3 separate regions of the Ovis aries genome follow, and regions 1 and 3 are each linked to region 2. Evidence: chromatin contacts called from public Hi-C data. All regions are on one chromosome and are shown on one strand. The core of a region is the stretch at or near the end of the contact, and the rest is flanking DNA. Distances in the headings are between cores, read along the strand shown.

The links. Hi-C and Micro-C count contacts between places; a contact is called where the count stands out from the background.
Region 1: a contact with region 2 is called in a Hi-C map of hypothalamus, with 3 times the contacts expected there. The contact joins the enhancer-like site here to the promoter of FGGY in region 2. A contact is called at or near these places in 4 of 16 Hi-C or Micro-C datasets (hypothalamus, muscle, omental adipose tissue and 1 more).
Region 3: a Hi-C map of muscle shows a contact between it and region 2, with 3 times the contacts expected there. The contact joins the promoter of JUN here to the promoter of FGGY in region 2. A contact is called at or near these places in 6 of 16 Hi-C or Micro-C datasets (blood, hypothalamus, liver and 2 more).

Annotation. Positions count from the first base shown.
Region 1 is chr1:34,600,025-34,603,217 of ARS-UI_Ramb_v3.0, reverse strand. All of the region lies in intron 13 of FGGY (FGGY carbohydrate kinase domain containing), which reads right to left. Among named protein-coding and RNA genes, the nearest start is that of HOOK1, 120 kb to the left of the region's middle. Within about 2 kb of position 1,422, at least 14 of the 54 cell types and tissues checked have an H3K27ac peak or open chromatin away from gene starts, as enhancers often do. A contact at or near this core is called in hypothalamus, where this site is marked.
Region 2 is chr1:34,044,888-34,048,244 of ARS-UI_Ramb_v3.0, reverse strand. It overlaps FGGY (FGGY carbohydrate kinase domain containing), which reads right to left and starts at 1,310. Exons shown (of 15, transcript XM_060409825.1): 1 at 979-1,310.
Region 3 is chr1:33,495,393-33,498,569 of ARS-UI_Ramb_v3.0, reverse strand. JUN (Jun proto-oncogene, AP-1 transcription factor subunit) reads left to right here and starts at 1,907. Exons shown (of 1, transcript XM_004002020.5): 1 at 1,907-3,177. The coding sequence starts at 2,827. It overlaps LOC106990843 (a long non-coding RNA gene), which reads right to left and starts at 813. Exons shown (of 3, transcript XR_001433726.4): 1 at 758-813.

The sequences.
Region 1 (3,193 bases), core at 173-2,672, 550 kb before region 2:
GATTGAGCAACTAATACTTCTTTCACTTTCTATGCATGAGACACTTTCACACATGTTACTTTATTGCTTCACAAATTTTAGTTATTCACATACCATCTTCATAATTGTTTCCATGTTCAAGTATCATGTGTAGTATTATATTAGTATAATATTTTCTTTTAAATTCTGAACGAATTCTTTTTTCTCTTTTTTCAAATTGCCTTGTTCTAGGCAAAAATATCTATGAAAACATAGGTATGATTCTGGTTACCTTTTTCTAGTATATGTTAACTTAAATATATATCTATTATAAAAAGAGTGTCCACAAGCCACCTAAGTTTAATCCTGGGTGCTACCAATACCTGTGCATTTGGGGAGAAGCCATGTTATTCTATTTTGTATCCATTTATGGCTCCTGGACACTTGAATCCATGGAGTTTAATAACTCATTCCAGTTTGAACCAACAGACCCAAAGCAATGTGCTGGTTCACGTTCCTCTCATCTTTCCTGTCCCCACTCTCACTGTGTCTGACCCAGAGGATTGCTAACACCTGGGAAAGTGCATTGACAATGTGTTACCTATTGTTCTTCCTGTTCTTTGGATCTCAGGTTAGAAGTTCCTTCCTCTGGGAAACTCCTCTTGACGTATGAAGTAGGAATAAGAAGCCCCTGTCCTTGTTACCACAGCACCCTTGCTTTCCACCCTTCACCTGCATCTCTATTGCCAGGCAATTTCTCTATCACCCCAAAATGCTCACAAGAGCTCCAAGGTGGTAAGAGTGGAAATATATGGATCTTGTCACTTCTCCACCATCCAGCATGAAGTTACTGCCAAATATAGCATTGTTATTCACTCGCTCAGCTGTGTCTGACTCTTTGCGACTCCATGGACTACAGCACACAAGCTTCCCTGTCCTTCACTAGGGAAGGACATACAGGATTGGTGCCCTTTTAATTTGTAAAATGGACACATGAATGATGGGAAGGTTGGTGGGATTTTTCAACCCTGTTATCTGGTACTACTTGTACACTTGATGGTCTTGACTCTGGGTTTACAGCAGCACTTTTCAATGTTTGGTCCTTTAGCAAAGTAAAATGCTCCATGAAAAACTAATTTTTTGGTCAAGTAAATTTAGGAAAGTCTGTATTCTAAATGCCTCCACAACCTAGGAGATTCACAAGGCATGTTAATATATTAAACTCTTATGCAAAGTCTTACTATAAAGATACCTAGTTAACTTGAATGTAGTGTTTTCCAAAGGAATTATTTCCAGGAATATCTTCTAATGTCCAAAAGAAAAGTCTATGGGAAATCCTGGCCTATTGAGAACTTGGGCTCTGAGTAAATTTTTCTCATGATTTCTGTGAATTCTTTGTCTTGGTTGTCCTTCCCCCAGCGAAACAGCACAGCCGGAAGGAGGAGAGACATGTACACGGGGCTGGACAAAAAGGGAACAGAGACAATAGAACCTTTGACAAAACTGAACACAGGAATGGGCTACCAGCCCAGGAACTAACCAAAAATATTTTGACAATGAGTAGAATGCCCTCATTTGTATCACACCTCAGAGCTTTCATAGTTCTACACACGTACATCACTGCACATCACTGCAACTGCTTTTCTTCCTCTTTCCCTTTCCTTCTTTTCTTCTCCAGCATCAGCATCACCAAGGTTAAATAACACAGCACACTGTCTGTGCCAGACATTTGCTGTCAGTGTGGTAACTGATGAGATGATGTTGCATTGCACTTTGTAGATCTAGAGTCCCAGAAAGCTACTACTAGTGGTAGCAATAATAATGACAAAATTAATGATAGCCACCTCTCACTTTTGGTGAGCTTATTGTTCAAGGCAAAAGAACTCAGAAAGGGCAGATTTGAGGCTCAGATGCAAGTCTTCTGATGCCAAGTCCAGAGTTTGCTCCACCCATGGAAGATGGGTCTCTCCAACAAGACCATAGCATGCTCCCAGCTGCGAAAGGGGAGACAGGGTTACAGCACCAGCTCGGCATTCAGATGGTGTGGTTTATAAAGTGACTCAACATCTGTCATTAATTAGAGTTCTTGTTCCCATGGTGATGGCTTATTATTGTGAGGCTGATAAGATGACCAATTCAAGAATACTATCTTCCTCCCTTTCCCTCTCACTCTTGAACACAGATTTTTCTCTTTTTTTCCTTCCTCTCCGCTAACATAATTGATCATTTGCAATAAGGTAGGATATAGTGTTCCTCAGTCAGCGACTCCCTGTTGGATCCCTGATGATAATCTTTGGAATGTTTTCCCTTTTGCTCAATGCAGAGTCTCTGTCAGACCAACTTGCATTTGTCCCATTTACTGACTGTGATCATGGACAAGTTAATTACTTTCCTTGGGCCTTCCTTTTTCATCTGGAATAAGGGATGCTGCTGCTACTGCTGCTAAGTCGCTTCAGTCATGTCCGACTCTGTGCGATCCCATAGAAGGCAGCCCACCAGGCTCCCCTGTCCCTGGGATTCTCCAGGCAAGAACACTGGAGTGGGTTGCCATTAAGGGATAAGAAGGTCTAAACAGCAAGGTTCTTTTGAGAATTTGATGCACTAAATAGGAAGGTACTAGCACAGAGCTTGGAATCTGGTGGATACTCAAGAAATGGCAGCAGTTGTGATAGTTAAAATAATACCAATAATAATTATTTACAAAGAGATGAGATGAGACAGATTTTAAGTTGGCAGTTGGGGTCATTTTCCTTTCATTCATCAATCATTCATATTTGTCCTTCCATTGAAACTGTTCTTTTCTCTTTAGAGCCCTTAATCCAAGATATACTATATATTTATTTGGATTTACTTTTTTAATGGTCTCTTACACTCCACTGTAAATGGGATGAAACCTGGTACAATGGTTATTTTACACATTGCTGCACCTGGGGTGGGGGGGTTGGGGTCGGGGGAGGTTGTATTTGTAGAATGAAATATAAATATTTACTAAGCAGTCCAGGTCAGTCTCTGTGTTAGGGACAGGAGATTTGGAAATAACTAAATAACTAAAACTAGATTCTTACCCTTGAGCTATTCACATAAGGAATCAGTGAAAACTGACAAAAAAAAAAAAAAAAAAGGAATGGGGCATTCATCCCTGACTCCAAAAGGTTTTTTTTTTTTTTAAATAAATCCAGTGACATAAATGAAATTAAATCTCTAGTGATCTTCTAGCACAAAACACCAGTGAAGA
Region 2 (3,357 bases), core at 61-2,560:
ACAAGGTCAAAAGCAAAGGACAGGACCTCATTAACAGGAAACTCCCAGAAGACCAGGAGGCAGTCAGAAGGCTGGAAGACCCAGCTGGCAATTTAAGAAGTACAACTTCAGGATGCACATTTGGTGGATTACAGGGAAGAGGGGGAAAGCAAGCAAAATAAAACAGAACTCTACCCTCTATACACCAGCCAGAAACTAAAAGGCAGCTTGCCTTCTCACTGCTCGGCAATTCAAAAGCATCATCACTTCCTTCCCCTAATACAGTATTTTAAAAATTAATCTAATGATGACTGCTTTTCAATATTTTGTAAATGACTTGACTCTTTAGAGACAAATCAGAGACTCTTTAGAGACAAATGTTAAGACATGAAAAGTGCTTTGGTGGAATATAGTCAAGGATTAGAGAAATTCACCATTTTGCATCTTGTTCTTAAAATGAAAGGTCATTAATAAAAATGGAAAGATACTCCTAGGCCGTTTCTACCCAGGATAACTGTAGCCAAAGAGCATTATACTATCTAAACTGCGCTTCAAATATTATCACAAGTTGCTGAAAGTGTTGAAAGCTACAAGCAACACAGGTCTTAAATGCCTTACAGTAGCCAGATTGAAAGTAAAAGGCTCAAAAATGCCTAGGTGACAGGTGCTCAGTCGTTTCCGACTCTTTGCGACCCCATGGACTATAGAGTCCATGGAATTCTCCAGGCCAGAATACGAGAGTGAGTAGCCTTTCCCTTCTCCAGGGGATCTTTCCAACCCAGGGATCGAACCTCGGTCTCCCACATTGCTGGCGGATTCTTTACCAAGAAACATCCTGAAATAAGGTGATAGAGGACCCTGGGGGGATGAAGGGAAAGCGAGGAAATTCACATAATTAACTGGATAGTGACTGCAGAGGACCAAGGGTTCCAGACATCTTAGGCAGCTTGGGGAAATGCAGTAAAGCCCACCCGTCTCTTGAGGGGCCGGACGCCTCACCCAGGAGTGTACACAGGGGACTCAACAAGATCTCGGAGGCGAAGGGCCCGGCTGGCGCTGGCGTTTAAGACTCAGGCAGTCAGAGGAGGAAGAGGAGGCGGTGACTGCGGGCAAGGGGAGGGAGGCTTGGGCCAGATACGCTCTCCGGTTGGAGAACGTTCGCGCTGCGAGCCTGCGTTTCTGTAAAGGCCCTGGTACACACGTGGGACTGAGAGGAGGGTCACTTACTTGTCCAATCTGAAATTACATTTTAGCTATCAGGGCTCTGCAGGTTGCCGAGCGGGGCCCCACCGGGCCTGGACTGGTTGGTCCACGGGGGCGGCTGAGGCTCCGCCCCGCCCCGCGCGCGGCCCCGCCCCCTCCGGCCGGGGCCCTTGTAAAGCGTGCCGCGATTGGCCCTTTGAACCGGGCTGGGGATTGGCCCCCGCCTGCTCCTGCGGTCCTACGGCCCCGCGAGTCGTGGGGACCTGTTTTAACAGGTTTTTGCACCCTCTCGGGGACTTAAGGCCTGAAGTGGGCTCTGTCCTCTCAGGCCGCGAGTTTCCTACTCTGCAGGCTCTTCTAGCAGAGTTTATCCACGCAAGCTTTCCATAGCCCCTGGTGGGTATATGTGTCCAGCGTGTATCCTGTAACTTTGCGTTTCAACAATGCGCTGAACACCAGGACTCGTGCAGACAGTTGCTAAAATAAAGTGGTGGTGGTTTAGTCGCTAAGTCGTGTTCGACTCTTGCGACCCCATGGACTGTGGCCTGCCAGGCTCCTCTGTCCATGGGATTCTCCCAGGCAAGAATACTAGAGTAGGTTGCCATATCCTTCGCCAGGGCATCTTCCTGACCCAGGAATCGAGCCTGGGTCTCCTGCATTACAGGCAGATTCTTTACCGACTGAACTAAGAGGGAAGCCCTTCTAATAATATTTATCAAATGTTTTTAGTTTGTGCCAGATCCTATTCCTGATACTTTATTTAAATTTACTCATCTAATTTTGTGAGCAACCATGAGAAGAAGTGTCACAGTTTGTAAATCTACAAATGGGTCCCAGCCTTTAAGGAAATTAGTCTGGTGGGTCCTGGATACACCTATCTCATTTAATCTTCACTATCCTTACATTTCCAGTTAGCTAGGTCCTAGTTGTCCCTAGTTTACAGATGCAGGGAGTCTGAAAGGTTTTTTAGCTTGTTTTGAGACACCCAGTAAGTAATAGGAGGGAAGATTCCACAAACTTAGCTTAAACCTGAGCCATATCTTTTAAAAAGTCAGGCTCCCAGGCTGATGGGACTGGCATTTGGAAGGTAATTTATCAAGTCTAAATTCTTTATCTTCCTAGAAAAGGAGATGAAGGCACAGTAAAAGGAAGTGATTGTCGAAGGACACACCAGCTCTGAGAGGTAAGCCTAGGTAATCACTGTGCTTTCACTGAACTGGAGTGTGTGCCATGTGTGTGATAGTCACTCTGCTCTCCTCGTAACTACCCCAAATACATGTTCTTCTCTTGGTCTTACAGGTGAGGATACTGGCTCAGTGAGGCTAAGGCCATGTGATCAGTTCCTAGGGCTCCTGGATTGTTGTTGTCAGGAGAACGTTCTTTTCTACCCCTCTAGGTTCTTCTGGCTGGTCTAAGAATTGAATTTACAGATCAATGGGAGAAAACCGAATGAAAGTTTAATCACATGTGTACATGGGAAAGACCCAGTAAAACTGAGTAACTGAAAAACCATCCTTAACTAAAGATTAAAAAAAAAAAAAAAAAAAGACAACGATGTTGGGAGTAGTGGTTTGAGTTTTCAGAAGGGAGGAAGGCAGTTTACATGAAGATGGAAAGGAAAATGTTTGGTAAACAAATGTTTTCTGGATACACAGAGACAATAGGACACAGAACAGAATTAGGGGAAAAAAAAAAACCTTTCCAGGTTTCTCCCAGTCTCCCATACCTAGTTCATACTATACTTATCTATGATCGCTTCTTGGAAGAGGTTCCCTGTCTGCATTCTTTATGCAGCTAAGGGGGGACATCAGAGTTTTTTCCTGAGTCTTCTTGGACTTTGAATTTTTTCAGCTCTAAATAATTTGCATGCCAAAGAGACATTTTGGGGTGGCAACTCTACCCACCCCCACAGGGTCATTTTCTTTCTTCTACACCATGACTGTTCACCTTCATTTCCAACAAATAGCCAAAGCTTTAACCATGGACTCTTTGGCAGTGTGGGAAGTACTAGGATCTGGTTCTCGGCACCTGTGTGAATCATAATGTATTAATACAATAGGAATAATAATATTAAGACCTGTTCATCTTACCTTTCCAGAGTATTGTGATGAGTAAATAAGGGAATAAATATAGAAATACTTGGTGAAGTTTTAGAAGCTGAATACATGTAAGATG
Region 3 (3,177 bases), core at 658-3,157, 550 kb after region 2:
TTCCCCACCCCCACCGCACTACCTGGCTGACAGTAGCCACTGTTTTCCCTGCTGCAGGAGGGAATGAGGGGCAAGTAAAGGAAGTAAAGGAAAGCTGTCAAGATGTCCCTAACACCAGCTGCTGCTGGGCTGCTGAATCTCAACTCTCAAAGCCACAAATACCTTAAAGCTCCGGGCTATGCAAGCTCAGAAGCTGAAAAGCCAGAATTAGGACCTAGGGACATAAACTGCTGCAGGTCCAACGTCAAACCACGGTCCTGGAGAAAACCCTGGAAGGAGCTGAGTTCTGACCCTTTCCTCCCTCACCCTCCTCACAGGTTAAATCCACCTGTTCCTGCCAAGTCACACTCATATCCTGGCATTCCATGGACGCTCCGGAAGCTCTGACCAAGGGCAGGGAAGGGGGCTGTTGGTGACCACCTCCTAGCCCTGGAGACAATGACTCTACACTAAGCCAGGCCTATGAGGTGGGTCTCACCAGCCCCACTTGCAGATGAAGAAACTCAGGGAAGTTCTCTGATTCGCTCCCTTCACATTGCGGCAGCGTTGGCCAGGAGAGAACCCACGACTCCAGACTTCGGTATTCTTTCCACCGTACACTTTCGTCCCTAAGGGGCGCGGGGTTGGGGGAGGAGAAGAATAACCACCACTGAAAAGGAACCACTTACATGGGTCTAGCGCTTCCTAGAGGCTACACAGGATATGGGCCCACCCCCCAGCCGGGAGCGGAGAAATTTTAAATCTTTATTCTACTCACTCGCTGCGTGACTTTTGGCAAGTGTCTGCTGCTCTCGGACTTGTTTTCCCGGAAGCAAATCGGGGCGGGAGGAGTGGCGTGTGCGTGTGTGTGTGTTTGTGTGTACATGTGATGTGCGGTGTGTCTATGCATGTTGTGCGGGGGCGGAGAGTAGACTATCACCGGGGTTCCCCGAGTTTCGGATTCTCCAAACGCTCGTTCAAACTAGACGCCGAGTTGCCCCTTAAATCCACCTCCTGTAAGAAACCTTTCCGAGGCAAAGATGCGAACCCCCGCACCCTTTCTCCCACGGTCGGGAGGGTGAGGTGGGAGTGCGGAGGGGACTTAGCCGAACACCCAGTTTCAAGCAATGCAAATCACTGGACTTCCAGACAGAGCCAGACAGTCGCTACTGAACTTGACCAGGAGACAAACTTCAGGGCATTCTCAACGTGGGGGGCCGACTCTCACGAACTGCCCCCAAATTTAAAAGCCACTTTCACTCGCCCCCACAGGGGACTTAACAGAGCCACCTTAAGGGCGGTGCTCCCGCCCCCCGGAAGTGCGGGGGGGCCAGGAACCCAGGCGCTCAACGGGCCCGGCCCGCCCCGAGCGGCGGCGAAGTGCCCGCGGGTGACATCGAACCCCCAAGTGGGGAAATACCACCCGCCCCGCGCCCTCGGCCCCAGACACCTGGCTCGGTTCCCCTGGCCTCCTGGGTCCTAGCATCCCTGGCATTCCCATCCGAGCCCTAAACTTCAGCCCACTTCCCTCAGAGGCTGGGAGCGCCGGAGTCCGCCCGGCTCGCGGCAGCCACCGTCACTAGACAGTCAAACCCCAAGACGTCAGCCCACAATGCACCGGGCGGGCCGGGAAAGACGCGTCGGGGAGGGAGGGGGAAGAGAGGGGCGCGAGTCGCGCGGAGCGGGTTGGGGGGAGGAGGAGAAAGAAGGGCCCAACTGTAGGAGGGCAACGGAGCATTACCTCATCCCGTGAGCCTCCGCGGGCCCAGAGAAGAATCTTCTAGGGTGGGGTCTCCATGGCGACGGGTGGGCCCGCCCCCCTGAGAGCGACGCGAGCCAATGGGAAGGCCTTGGGGTGACATCATGGGCTATTTTTAGGGGTTGACTGGTAGCAGATAAGTGTTGCGCTCCGGCTGGATAAGGGCTCAGAGTTGCACTGAGTGTGGCTGAAGCTGCGAGGCGGGAGTGGAGGTGCGCGGACGCAGGCAGGCAGACAGGCACAGTCAGTCGAGAAGGACAGCAAATCCTATTTTCCAATTTCTCTCCAACTGCCCGGAGCTAGCGCTTGTGGCTCCCGGCCTGGTGTTTTGGGGAGCGCCGGGAGAGCCCCTTCGCCAGCCGCCCCCAGGCGGAGAGCCCCGCTGCGCGGGCGCTGCTGACAGCGCGGAGAGCGGCCACTGTCCGCCCGGGGAAGTCCGGAGAGCGGCTGCAGCGGCAAGAACTTTCCCGGCCAGGAAGACAGGAGACAAGTGGCCGCCGGGTCCCGGAACGAACTTTTGCAAATCTTGCCTCCGCCCGAAGCTGCCGCGGCGGCGGTGAAGAAAAAGAGGCGGCGGAGAGAGGAGGACGTGCGCTCCGCTTCGCTCGCACCGGTTGCTGAACTTGGGCGAGCGCGAGCCGCGGCTGCCGGGCGCCCCCTCCCCCTCTCAGCGGAGGAGGGGACAGTCTTCCGAGTCGGGGCGGCGGACACCCGCCGCCGGCAGGCAAACGCGGGGTCCGCGCTCCCTGCTATCACCGGGAAGCGAGTTCGTCCGCGGGCTCTGAGGAACCGCTGCGCTCGAGAGAGCTCCGTGAGTGACCGCGACTTTTCAAAGCCGGGCGGCGCGCGCGAGCGGACAAGTAAGAGCGCGGGCGGCGTCTTAACCCTGCGATCCCCCGGACCGAGCTGGTGAGGAGGGCGCCGGGGGCGGGGGCTGCCAGCCGGCGGGGGCGCGCGCTCTTCCAGAAACTTTCCTTGCTCACTGCCCGGGGAGGCGCGGGTGTCCCCCGCTTGCCAGCGCGCTGTTGCGGCCCCGAAACTTCTGCGCGCAGCTTAAACTAAGCCCACGCGAAGTGACGGACTGTTCTATGACTGCAAAGATGGAAACGACCTTCTACGACGATGCCCTCAACGCCTCGTTCCTCCAGTCTGAGAGCGGCGCCTACGGCTACAGTAACCCCAAGATTCTGAAGCAGAGCATGACCCTGAATCTGGCCGACCCGGTGGGCAGCCTGAAGCCGCACCTCCGGGCCAAGAACTCCGACCTCCTCACCTCGCCCGACGTTGGGCTGCTCAAGCTGGCGTCGCCCGAGCTGGAGCGCCTGATCATACAGTCCAGCAACGGGCATATCACCACCACGCCGACCCCCACCCAGTTCCTGTGCCCCAAGAACGTGACGGACGAGCAGGAGGGATTCGCCGAGGGCTTCGTGCGCGCC